Regions from separate parts of the Zea mays genome. Here region 1 is linked to region 2. The links are chromatin contacts, called in public Hi-C maps. All regions are on one chromosome and are shown on one strand. Each heading gives the region's core, a stretch centred on a gene start, on an enhancer-like site or on the middle of the called end of the contact. The rest is flanking DNA. Distances are from core to core; before and after follow the strand shown. Region 1 holds the start of LOC103641978. Region 2 holds the start of LOC103641968 (protein argonaute 1B).

What was found. A called contact is a pair of places that touch in the nucleus more often than the background predicts.
Region 1: a contact with region 2 is called in a Hi-C map of leaf, with 4 times the contacts expected there. The contact joins the promoter of LOC103641978 here to the promoter of LOC103641968 in region 2. A contact is called at or near these places in 4 of 25 Hi-C or Micro-C datasets (bundle sheath, endosperm and leaf).

What each region holds. Positions count from the first base shown.
Region 1 is chr10:140,318,403-140,321,102 of Zm-B73-REFERENCE-NAM-5.0, reverse strand. LOC103641978 reads right to left here and starts at 1,382. Exons shown (of 6, transcript XM_008665278.4): 1 at 193-1,382; 2 at 1-71. The coding sequence starts at 548.
Region 2 is chr10:140,134,445-140,137,144 of Zm-B73-REFERENCE-NAM-5.0, reverse strand. LOC103641968 (protein argonaute 1B) reads right to left here and starts at 1,372. Exons shown (of 23, transcript XM_008665270.2): 1 at 957-1,372.

The sequences.
Region 1 (2,700 bases), core at 133-2,632, 180 kb before region 2:
TCTTCGAATCGAGCAGAGACAGGAAGTAGTTCCCTCGGTAGCCGCTGCCCCCGTCACGCGCTCCCACGCTGCTGAAAACCATGCAGAACGTCGGCTTGTCAGTCGTACAAGAGCACGCATCGAGGTAGCAGTCATGTCGATCGTATGCGGCGCGGGTGGGATTGGATGTGTATGCCGGTGCGGTGTACTTACGGGGCGCTCTGGTTCCAGGCACAGTCGGGGCCGGGGCCGCGCTCGCTCGGCAGGCTCGAGTCTGCCGCTGCCACCATGCCGACCCCGGCGGCGAACGTGCCGGCGTAGGGGATCCAGGAGGGGAAGGGCGTGTGCGCTTGCGTCTGCCGAGGAGACTCCCACATGCCGGTGTCTCGTGAAGGGGAGGAGCTGCTGCGACTGCCACCGACTACTGGAGCTTCGTGTGCTTCTTGGGCCATGAAATATACTACGGAACTAGCTGTGCCAGTGCAGTGCCTGCTGCTACGTTGCAGTCCTGTCTGCAGAAGAGAAAGAGATGCCCGTGCGGCGTGCATGCGTGCGTACGCGGCGCGCATGGAGCAGACGGCACTACGGACGCAGTGGACCAGGTTGACGGATGGGGCTATATTTTTGTAGGTGCGCGACGGATGGGGCTTTTCCTTTGTCCTCCCGAGGCGTGGGGTTATCGAGGGTGATATGTTGTCGTCGGTATGACGTGATCATTTCGACAATACCCGTCTCGAGCCTCAGGTCGATATATATTATCAGCAGTTGAGCAGAAACTATAGCGAGTCATTTCGATTTCTAGCACCACAATCATTGTCGGGACAGACGGCCCTCCTCGACATTCAAATCGAGACAAAGCACAAAAAGAGTCTAGTTAAATCTCTTAACTATATTAGCATTCATCTATTTCATCTAGAGTAAAATACAGCAGTGGTCCTTAAACTTGTCATGTTGTGTCGTTTGGGTCCTCGAACTTAGAAACCCAGCAAAACGAGTCCTCTAGCTTAGTCGTTCCATGTAAAATTGTCTAAACTAGATTTGCTCCAATTGGATGCTGACATGATATGACACATTGGAGCACACTAATCAAAGTTTGGGGACGCAAGTGACATAGCATACCAAGTTCTTGAACCCAAAGAGACATGTCAAGTTCATGGATCCAAGTGAGTCCAATGTGGCACGACACGCTGACATTTGGTTTGAGCAAAACTGGTTTTAGACGATTTTATATGAACGAACTAAGTTATAAGTTATAGGACATGTTTTTGCTGATTTTCTGAGTTCGGTGACCCAAGTGACACAATGTGCCAAGTTCGAGGACCGTTGATGCAATTCACTCTTAAAAACCAAGTGTTCTCTCTTGCAGTATTGAGAATAACCAGGGGCAGATCTGAGGGGGGGCTAGGGGCTCTACCCCCCCCCCCCTCCCTCGACGCCTGCACAGACAGTGGAGGAAGAAGGGAGAGAAAGGAAGAAAAGGGGTAGGGAAGGAGAAAAAGGGAGAGAAAGGAAGAAAACCAGGAAGAGAAAAAAAGAGAAAGAAAAGGATAAAATGGAGATAATCAGCCCCCAGCCCCCCTTGCGATGGATCCTGGATCCGCCACTAGAATAACTATATAAATAACATCTTCGTATGGTTTTTAAGGAAAATTTTCTGATGTAGCATAATGTGTTCATGATGGCATGGATGTTCATAACCCCCTAAAATGTTGAGTGTTGACTGTATATAACCCCTAATTTTAAAAGTTGCTAATGTATAGTTATTAAAGTATCTGCTAACATTCAAATGTCTCTGAATGGTTTTGCCAGACTAAATTTCCATTATAAAATGTCACATATTGGTTTGATTACAAATGTCAAAGCATAAGTACATCTATAAGATAAGTATGCCTAGCTTGCTAAGGTTGGTGTGGGACAGGAAGAAAAGGAACTCATTGGTGAACTAGCCATATAGAAGAAAGTGGGAGTGAAAAAGGATGTGGAGGGGATGTCGTTAACATAGACACTCTGGGTGAGCTTGGTTTCCTTGCTAGATACCATGTTGCCTTGCCCAATAAGAAGTTCGGGTGAAATGGAGGTTTAGTTTCTAGGCAACGACAAATTACACCTTGATTTTTTCAAACTTTCCATGCTAAAAGAGGCGGACAAATTTTGCTCTCCTGCACAAGTGAGGTTCGGGTCGCCTTGCCCAACGAGCACATGTTAGGTTAGCTCTAAAACCAAGCACGCCCTATGTGTGAGCATAGATGCCATCGAGGAGTGATGGTGGTAGATCATGAGACAAGCAGTCATAAGTTGCTTGCAAAAAGGTGTGGTAGGCTAGAAAAAGATAAGGTAAAGGAATGCATGCATACGGGGCAGTGAGAATGAAGGGTAAAAAAGAATGTACACACTTACAACTATGCTCATGTGATAATCAAGTCATCATGATGAGGTTATTGTAGTATGACAAACTATCTCAAGGGATCATTTGAAAGGTATCTAAAATAGTAGTCATTATAGTTTAGAGGTTATGCAGTCAATCCTCAATATGTTAAGTAGTTATGTAATTTTTTCTATTATTTGTTGATTCATAGTGTTGACGACAAGGGAGGCGTAGAATGGGGACGGTGATGAGAGGAGGGAATGGACAGGCTTGGTAGCAAGAGATGCAACTACAATGGGAGGAGGCAGGGTGACGATCGTTAGTGTACATGTATCATGAGATGAGCATGACAAAGA
Region 2 (2,700 bases), core at 123-2,622:
GGCTCTCTAAAGTTTATTTTAGCAGGGAGCCAGGGACCTTTTCTAGCCATCACTGTTCAATACAATACCATTGCCTTGAGATAACATCAAATATCTTGAATGCTACCATTGGTCACCATTAAGATAACATCAAACAATTTGGTAACCATTTAAGGAACATGATTTTTTTTGGCAATGCAGTGTTGCATCATTGAGTGTATAAAACTGCTTACTCTATGCTTGCACTTGTAATCAAGGTGGAGAGTTCACGCCAAGTGAGAACATCGAGCATCAGGCATAAACTATGGCTAGAACACAACAGAAATCATAGCGGAGGCTTCAGTTTCACTCATCACAATGTGGTGCGCTAAAAAAAAGAACCCTCGCTTGTCAGTCAGCCAGATACAAAGACAACAACAAAAATAGCAACCTGAACCCAAATTAACCACAGATGGATACCAAGGGACAGCAAAGAAAATACACATAAACAGAATGGACTTTTTTTTAACCCTAACGTAGAGGCAAATAACCATACAAGCATATAGCCAGCAGAGGGAGGAAGGCTACATCACTATGCTGAGGCTTTAACGAAGTAATCAGTCCACCCGAATACGAGCACTGCACACCTGAAAGAACAGATGTTCCTTATCTCAGAAAGCAAGTAAGCCTCCCGTTCCACATTAAGCGCTTGGCGTAGACAAGCTAAAACGATCACCAAAAAAATAAGAGTAGCAAATCGTCAAGCTCTCACTGGATCAGTTTACAGGCAGCTAGAACCGGACAAATCAACCGACAGACCCCACAAAATCCACGAGCACCCGCTCGAGCTCGTTCACTCCAAGCAACAGCACCGGCGCAGCGCAGCGCAGCAAACCCACCCCGGAAACGACCGAACGCTGAAGCTGCACACACCGCACTGAGCTAGCACGCGAAAAAAGCAGCGGATCTAGCAGGTTACGGCAGGGAGGGAGCGATACCTGAGCAGGCTCGGCAGACGGCTGCGCGCGGGACGGGAACGGAGGGGGGAGGGCTAGTTACCAGCTCCACCAATGGCACTCTCTACTGCCGCAGCGCTGCTGCTGTACAGGGTGCTCCGCTGCGTGCCCACGAGCACCACCACCACTCCCGCCTCCGCCTTTTTTTGAGGAAGGGAGGAGGTGGGGGAAGGCGACGGTCGCTTGTGGTTAATTAGCGTCAGCGGTAGTGCGGGTGCGGCTCACTGGAGAAAGCAGAAAGCGCCGAAGCGAGGGCAGGCAAGGCAGCGGCAGTGCTGGGGCCTGGGTGGACTGGGTGCCCGTGTCAGGAACCCAGTCATGGTCAGCCGGTCAGGTCGCGGGGCGGGGTGGGGCGGGTCGCGTCGCCGTAGACCCGGTGACCCGTTCTGGGCGGGATTAGTACCGGAGAACGTGGGAGTGGGACGGATGCCACTGACGTTGTGGGGCCGAGGCGGCCTAGGACACTAGGACACCTCGTGCGCGACGCCGCCGATGAGATTAGTGCGCAAAGGACAGGGGGTGTGGCTGTCAGGAGTGGATACTATACTGGTGCCCCCCTTCGCCCGGATATTGCCCAGAGGGACGAAAGACGTTTCGCTTGCTGATTGGATATCGCCTCGCTCTCGTGTCCTCCAGTCCCGTCCGTACGACGCGATCATACCGCAGCACCCGACCGAGCGAAAACAATACAGATCACCATCGAGTCGAGCGTACGGCGTGATAGATAAACAAACGATCACGGATCCATCCATCAATGGCCGTGTTGCCAACGGGCAACGGCGACTGCTTGCAGTGGGGGTCGCTGTCAATGGCTCAATGCAGTTCCGTTTCGTCCAGGCCCGTACGTATAGAGGTATGAGAACGATTCAAACGTGCGCCTCTCGAATCTCGATGCTCGCAACAAACATTAGCGGCACGTCCGTACGTAGTGGCATTTGCTTCCCAACTTTCGACGAGCATAGATAGGTCTACGACGGCCACCCTACTGGATGGGTTCCGCACACGGTGCCGCACGCAACAGTGCGTGGGCCTCCACTGGACTGCTCAAAACACTAGCCCACCGGCGTAGGTCCTGACCTCGCGCCGATGACACCACGATCCCACTGGCTGCGCGGGTCCAGACCGCAGCGAGCGGGTGCCGATGCAGCACCGGCGCGTGGGAGTGGCGCAGCCGCGCAAGTTGCCTGCTGGATGGATACTTGGAAAGGATAAGACGATGTGGGCCCCGGCTGCGAGTGCCCGCGGCTCGATGACGGGGACGATATGGAGCCCGCCGTACGGATACATAAATACAGCTGTAGCTAGTTTAGGAGCCATAAAATTCAGATTGGAGAACTATGAACCTCTTAGATTTAAAATTAAATAATAAGTAGATTCTAGCCTTTTCAATATCCTCTGGTTTTTATAGCTCTCAAACTAGCTTTTAGAGGGTGGCCAGTCGACTGCTCGGTCCTCACGACCACAATAGCCACAAGACTTAAATGCCGAGATTTTTAACCAATTTTTATAAAAATCACTGGTTCAGAACCGTTCAAAATCAACGTGAACATTGAAATAACATAGTCATTGTGATATTAGAAAATCATCACTTTCTATATCTTAATTTCTGTAGACTCTTTTATCCTCCCTCGCACGTAATATACCGTTAGATTCTTCCCATACATCCAGTTTCTTAGAAAAACTTCTTATATAAAAAGTTGAACTAAACAGACCCTACATCGTTAGA